Regions from separate parts of the Lactuca sativa genome. Here region 1 is linked to region 2. A link is a contact called in public Hi-C data. All regions are on one chromosome and are shown on one strand. Each heading gives the region's core, a stretch centred on a gene start, on an enhancer-like site or on the middle of the called end of the contact. The rest is flanking DNA. Distances are from core to core; before and after follow the strand shown. Region 1 holds the start of LOC111883383 (nudix hydrolase 18, mitochondrial). Region 2 holds the start of LOC111883455.

Evidence for each region. A called contact is a pair of places that touch in the nucleus more often than the background predicts.
Region 1: a Hi-C map of leaf shows a contact between it and region 2, with 9 times the contacts expected there. The contact joins the promoter of LOC111883383 here to the promoter of LOC111883455 in region 2. A contact is called at or near these places in 2 of 4 Hi-C or Micro-C datasets (both in leaf).

What each region holds. Positions count from the first base shown.
Region 1 is chr2:155,565,587-155,569,559 of Lsat_Salinas_v11, reverse strand. LOC111883383 (nudix hydrolase 18, mitochondrial) reads right to left here and starts at 1,424. Exons shown (of 5, transcript XM_023879709.3): 1 at 1,210-1,424; 2 at 837-954; 3 at 662-745; 4 at 412-540; 5 at 1-328. The coding sequence starts at 1,283. The coding sequence ends at 212.
Region 2 is chr2:155,347,255-155,351,210 of Lsat_Salinas_v11, reverse strand. It overlaps LOC111883455, which reads right to left and starts at 2,613. Exons shown (of 10, transcript XM_023879787.3): 1 at 2,155-2,613; 2 at 1,345-1,548; 3 at 1,105-1,250; 4 at 746-1,014; 5 at 429-656; 6 at 1-337. The coding sequence starts at 2,523.

The DNA of each region.
Region 1 (3,973 bases), core at 175-2,674, 220 kb before region 2:
AATTACACATTCCATTCCTGGCTTTTGATTATTTGTTTCATCTTCTTCGGTTTCTTGAACTGCAAGTGCTTGTGATTATAACCAAAAGCTTTTTCACCTTCGATTAAGTCCATCTTTTGATCAAAAAGTGCAATCTTTAATCTTTAATCACTTTAAAGCACTTCATCTTCAATTATCTTTCTATTTACAAATTTAAGTCAGGGTGCTTTAATCAATAACTCAAATCCTCCATCTTGAGTGGAGTTGACTTGAGTCTTGTCACTAGCATGTCTAGTGCTTCTTTCATCCAAACATATGGGCATTGTTCTTTAACTTTAGATACACTCACCTATATAATAATTAAGAGATTTGTTAGCGAAAGCTTTTGTAATTGAATCAAAAGTTGAAATCTTTTTGAGTTTTAAAACATACCCAATATCTTTGGCGTATGTCTTTCTCAGGCCATAGATCGAGTTGTTCCTTCACAAGTAAAGGGAACATGTGCCCTTCATACAATGCATCATTGCCTTTGCTCTTGAAGCACCATTTACCCAATTCACTCTACAAGAAATTCAAAAGAAGAAGATTGATTTTAAGTTGCTTGATCATTGAGGGGTTATTGACTTATTTCATGTATTTTGATACATTATTGACATGAGAAATTATGAAGAAAAGAACAAACCTCAACAGTTCCTAATACTCCGGCTTCTTCCATTGTTTCTCTTCGGGCAGCATCTTGGATCGATTCATCCAATTCCCAACCTCCCTGTTAAAGAGTTGACCATTTGTTAGTGATATGTAATTCGAGAAGAAAGATTCATATGAAAAGAATTTAAGATCGAAAATTAATAATTTACCTTAGGGAACAACACTCCTTTGCCTTTTCTTTGAGTACTTATCACAAGCACCTCGAGTGCATCTTCTATATTCTTGCTTGATGCTTTCATACCACCTTTCAATCTGTAAGGTATGCATCTGCACAACGTTTACCACATAAATTATTAGAAAATAATTTCCGTTATTGAAAAACAAGTAACAAATTTGTTAAAGGAGATTAAGATCAGCACTCCGGATTTCAAACAACTTGGGTTATAACGTAAAAATCCCCAAAATTGATGTTTCACCCGATTATGAAATTAGGTAAAACCCATCTCGAATTATAAATGTTTTGATCCACCCATAACAGATAACCTAAATTGAAGACGAATAGATTCAAGAACAGAGACTAACCCAACAACAATACGTTGACCTTTGTTGTAACGCTGCAACTGCCGACCACTGCGAGCAACCAATATACCCACCATCTTTTTTCTTTTCAAATTCTTCTTGGAAATCAAAAGATCTAAACACAACGCGATGCCAGAGAACAAAAACTGAATTAAAAATCTCTGTTGAAGCACTAAAATAAGATCTTAGTTAGTTGAGATTGAAGTTGAAGAAATGAGAGAGCTAGAGGAACCCATATATAGATCAGGCACACTTTGTGTCACGGAAGAGAGGTCGAAGGAGGGGCCACATATGGGACCTTGATGCTTATTTTGTAAAAGGGTAAAAATGGAAATAATATTAAATGTGATGCTGACTGACACGAGCCAGTGTATATTTACCGGCTTACCTAATGTTTCCAGCTCAGCATTACCGGCTTCCCATTTATCATAATACTATACTAGAGATAATGACAAAATTGCCCTTGTAAGATAGTTGTCAACTTCTAGTTAACTTTTAGTTAACCGGCTTGCATGAACCAAATGTTGTCTCTTAATCAAAAATTATGTATCTCAAATATTGTCTCTATTGTTAACTATTCATCTTTTCATGATTGCTTTATAAGTTTATAGATTTTTATTGCATTTTAGTTTGTATAAGTCTATAGTAATATTTAACATTATACATAACTCTACGCCCTTGCATTATAATGTTTTTTTAATATCTAATGTTGATACTTATATTCTTCGTATCATAATGTTTTTGTGTAGCACATGGTGCAAAGGAGGATTTATAATTGGCAGTTGACATGGTTTGTCATTTGAAGAGTGTATTATGAGGTTCATGTACTAGTACACATAAGTTTATGGAAATAGTGGTGTATTCATATTTAGAATAGAAATGTGAAGATACTGGGTTGACTTCACTTTCGTGCTTCTTGGTTGAAACTTGATAAATGCTAATTTGGTTTTTTTTGATGATTTTGGTTTTTATTTGGGAACTTTGTAACTCTAAGAATTAAGAAAATGATGTTGGTCCTTGTGATATACATTGTTACAACTCTTTCACCTTTGTCTTATCAAAGCAAAGATCTTTGTCATTTTTTAAAGGTTGGCTTGCTTTGATAACTGTAATGACCAAAAAATCAAGGGTAAAAATTTCATTTTTAGTATAGCTAAAACATTGATACCCTTTATTCTAAACAATTCAAATCATCATTAAGTAAAACATTTATCAGAGTTCATCCCAAAATCATTCACTGCGGAAGTCATAGGTGTGTGCACTGCGATCAATCCGAACCCTTCCTTTCCAAAACAATGATACCTGAAACCATAAACAAAACCTGTAAGCACGAAGCTTAGTGAGTTTCCCAGAGCATACCATACACACAAAACACATATCACATATAATGATGCAATACCAGCTACCTGTATCACATTTCCTACTAGCTATAAAAGCTACATATAATACATAAGTCATGCATACAAAAACCTGTAAGGATGTCGTGGGCTCCCCCCAGGATCTTACACCATTGTGTCATGGGATACCCCACATGGTCTTAACCTGAGAATGCCATGGGCTACCCCACATGGTCTTATATCTAATTGCCACGGGCTCCCCCCCCCCCCCCCGGGGGGATCTTCCATGCAAGTATCACAAAGACAACTAGCATAACATATATCACATAAACATATCATATATCACAAAAATATCTACACATAACACAAATAAACCTGTAAGGATGTCGTGGGCTCCCCCAGGGTCTTACACCATTGTGACATGGGCTACCCCACATGGTCTTTACCTAGGAATGCCATGGGCTACCCCACATGGTTTTACATCCAATGCCACGGGCTCCCCCCCCCCCCCCCGGGTCTTCCATGCAATAATACACAATCACATAGCGTATCAAATCACAAAATGACTAACACATGTACCATTATCACATAATGCGCCGACCTTGGTGTCTTAGACCCATGGGTATGGTGAGAAGACTCACCTCGAATGCAGAAGCTTCCTGAAGAAATCCTTAGTTGCTGCCCCACCAGCTACCCAAACTGTCACTACCAATCAATATACCTAATTAGCAATTGGGTCCCATACCATAATCCTTAATCCATGCATGGGGTAAAATGACCATTTTACCCCTGGCCCAATATGATCCAAAACTAAGGCCCGAACCCAAAACAAAGCCCAACATTATAATGTCCATAAAACCATCAATGGCCCAATTTTCCAAATTAGGCCCAAACCTTTCTAATGGACCTTATACTAAAGCTCAATATTCTCCTTAGTCAACAATCCTGACTCCAAATGGCCCACGAAGCCCCACAACAACCTAGTCCAAGAATTGGCCCAATACTAGGTAAGCTTCCCAAGCCCACTAGTAGCCCACTAATGGCCTAATTTGATACATTGGGTCCAATCCCTTAATGGGCCTTACCCTAAACCTAATTATATTTTCCTTGGCCCATATTAACTGACTCCTGACGGCCCACTATGGCCTAAAGGCCCAAAATACAAAACACAACCCACACTGAGGCCCAATATGCACAAAGCCCAACTATGCTGAGTGCACTGGGCGTACTGGCCTGCTAGTGAGTATGTCGGGCGTACCTACACGTACGCTCATCGTAATCCTTCTGTTAAGACACTTTTCCATTAGTGCTTGATACTCCACTCCAGAGGCTACCAACTCAGATTCAGGTCCTTACTGATGTCTTAAACCATAAAGTCACTAACTTGGTGACTTGCAATCCACCAAACAAGCCCAAACTCAAAAAGGTGA
Region 2 (3,956 bases), core at 1,364-3,863:
AGACAATGCATCCATTCCAAAAAATCCGCTGTTCTTTCTCTACAAGATATAGCAAGATCTGCTATAACGCCTAGAATGATTTCTTCGAACTCTCCTTGTGACGCGTGTACTTTTTTAGCAAGCCCAGAAACTGCATCGGCCCAATCACGTTCGCCACCTAGACTAATCCCATCTCCGATAACAACTTTCTCACCATCGTCATCTACTTCATGATCAAGAGGGCTTTTTAGTAATTCCAACACAAATACTGCTGCGACTTTTCTGTTTGTAGCATCAGAGAAATCAAGCATGGAGCCGAGTATGAGAAGTTGTCTTGCTATAAACCGATTAGCTTGTCCTAACGTAATCAGAAAGTCAGATTGTATGAATTGTGAATAATGAAATCAGGGTGTTGAAAAAGATTGTAAGTTTTATAAAAAATTTCACACCTGCAGCGATATGAGTTTTGATTAGTTCAATGTAGTCAGAAACGGATTCTGGAAGAATCTTTTCAAGAAGATCGTTGCTATCGGAAGCTTCTGATGCGTATACAGTGGCTTCAGTGCCAGTTGTCATTGCAGCATCAGACCCTTTTGATTGTGCTTCTGTTTGTAAGTGTTTGCATAAAGTTCTTAAATACAATGCAACTTCAGCATCCACTTGTTGCACATTTTGCCCTGAGATACACAAAAAAGATAACCGAATATTCATTCAAAGAAGGAAAGAAAGGTATAAAAGAAAAAGAAAATGTACACTTATGACTTACCTTCAGTTGTGTTGCTGTTTGATGATATGAATTGGTTGATAGTTTGACCACCATGTAACTTGACTAGACCAGATTTCAATAAAGCCTCCATTACAGACACCCCAATGGACTCATAAGTTTCTACATCAAGAAACTTAAGAAGCTCAATTGGGTTTCCATTGCATGACTTCATAAGCCATTCATCTTTAAGTAACTTAAGGCATTCTTTGGTGACAGCTGCAGAACGATCAGCAAGTCCCCTTTGGAGTATAATTGTCCTTTGCTTAATGCTATAGAAATCAAAGAATTGGGAGTTAAAGTAGAGTGATTTAATAAAAGAGTGTTATATGATTATAGTTTTGTAAGTGCATACAAAGTACCTGAGACTCTGAAGAGGGAATTTACTGGCTAAAACACAATAAGCAGCTTTTCTGACAGATTCATTCACATCTAATGTGCAATTGATGATTGCTGTTGATGTTGCATTAGAAGCTGGTAAGGATAGAAGTATGGTTTTGCGAACATCCTGTATAGATAGAATATGTTGGGAAAAGGAGTGTGATTAAGAGATGAAAGAATGACAAGAGTGGAATATAGAAACTAGGGCAAACAAAACTTACGTGATTCTGTTCTGAGGGTAATGTTTCGAGTAATAGTTCAAGAATGTCGCTGTTTTCTGCATCATTTGCAAAACGGGATAAAGCCCTAACAGAATAGGTGCGGATTACTGGGACTTTATCCCCCACACGAACCTTGATGCAATCGATTACTTCATCCCACAGCTCATCACTCACTTCTGCATCGTCTGGCAATCGCATTATGATCTGACAATAAAGATTCCATCGAGTGAGAAATAAATAAAGATGGAGACTAAAACAGAAATAAGTAAAGTAATAAAGTTGAACTACTCAAATTCACATAAAGTATCAATGCATATATAATTTTATTAGTCCATCCTAGTGAATAAGAACACTCACCAACAACAATTGATGTGGACATTCGAATGTCAATTGTATCTATACTCCGTTTAGTAGAAAAAGGCAATAAATACATCAACCCTTGACAAAAGTGGGCTATATATGAGTTCTAAATGTCAAAATGCAATTTTGATATGAATTCTACCACGGTACTAGCAGAAACATCATTTCATATTTCTTGAAAAAATAGAACTCATCAATTTCCAGATCAAACTTCTCTATTTGGAACTGAAAATAACTTTTTCCAGATTCTCACAGTAAAACCGGACATAAATTGATATAATGACTCCATCACCAAAATATTTTCAGCTCTAAAAGCCAATGACAGACCAATATAGTCATAGATTTTCGGTAAAATTAGCTAATAAATGCACATCCATGTATCAATTTCATAACAAGAGTAGACAAGTAACAAGCATAACTCTCAAATAACAACAGAACACAAACAAATACCTCCGAAATGATCTGACAGGCCCTAAATCTGGCAGTTCTGCTGGTAGCAGCGGTACCAGCCATGAGAAGCCGCAAAAACCGTTCAAAAAATTCATCACAGTCCTCGGAATGGTTAGGATCGCGTAGGCAGGCGAAAATAGCAACAAATTGAACTATCCGTTCGACAGAAGCGATACGGCGCTGGGTGGTGAAGATAAGGGTTAGGTTTTTAGAGAAAGCATCGAAGAATTGAGCAAGAGGAACTGAAGAACGGAGAGCAGAAAGATCTTTGAGCTTGCGGATGTGTGATGCTCGAGATGCTCGAGCGTCGTTAAAAACCTTGGCAATCTTTTGCATCAAGTGCTTCTCTTCAGAAATTTCGACGGCCATTGTAGATGCCTCTGAAAGCAAATCTGAGGAATTTTCTCTGTTTCTCTCTCTAATCTGATTTTCGAATTGAAGAGCGGGAAATGAAAAGGCTTGAAAGTTTTATTGGGCCTAAAAAATGCTTCTGAAACTGAAAGCAGCAGATCCGTGGTTTTTAAAATCGATTATGGGCCCCGTCCGAATCCAAACCTCATAACACGAGCGCTTTTCGTTTTGATTTATAAAATAGTATTACAAAATACAAATAGATCCACCAATTTGATACACAAGCAAGACATAAGTTTTTATGTATTGATATTAGAAATTTATGTTGGTGATTTTAATGTTATCAACATATTTTAGTATAAATAGATTTGCTATTGAGACAGATTGTGTTATGTTTGCTATATGATATTGGAAGTGTGTGGTGTATACTCAAAATGTTAATTATGAACTCGAGAATACGGGGTATGGAGGCAGCACCCTTGGGTACAGGGTTCCAAGGAGCAGCTACCTAGCGGGGTCTATGAATAGCCCCTCTACAGGGTCCAAGAGAGAGGAATGTTCCAAAAACAGAATCCTCTACTCTAATAAAATAGTATCGTCACATGTCATCTCCTTAACCCCACATAGATTATTTTCCCGCCTAAAACTTTTATTGTGAAATACCAAAAATACACTTTGTCCTATTAAAACCCATGCTTATGGTTTCCGGTCACGCTTGTCTTATGTAAAAGTTATATGTGATCCCACAAAATGAACAATAAATCTTCCACAAATCAAGCTAAATAGCAAGAAATCAGGAGCATAATTCTGAATGAGATCTTCTGTCGTCTTCCAATATATGAGCATAACTTTGAATCAGGTACAAACTTATTGATTTCCAAAAAACTCTTTCAATTTTTGTCTATCGGCTATGCTTTCCGATTCCCGGTTAAAAATTTTCAAATTTGAGTTTGATTATCCAAAGATTATTCCTATTTGGAGAAACAAGAATACAATGAAGCGAGCAGGTTCGATTGAAAAAGAGACGACGATCCTTACTAGTTAGGTTGGATCGAAGAAGAGACGACAAGAAACCGTTACTGGTTAGGGTTGTTGACTTAGTTTTTACGCTAATTTCATTTTTGGAGTTTGAGTGATCCATAGAACATTTGTAATATTAAACATCGGTTCTTTCATTAAGTCGTTCCTTTTATCACTTGCTTTACTATGTTTCAAAACTTGTAATCTAGGTTTCTACCACGTATTATATGTTAGAATTGACAACTTTTCTTCTAATTTGAATGTATATATCCACAGTCGGGAGTGTCAAGTGCAATTAGGGTTCTTCCATTTCCATTACAACTTCCTTTTTCAGCTTGACTATACAAATGCATCTGCAATCACAACTAAAGAGAATGTCTAATCGTTTATGGTCACTCATGCTACTTTTCATCTGTACTAAAAGAGATAAT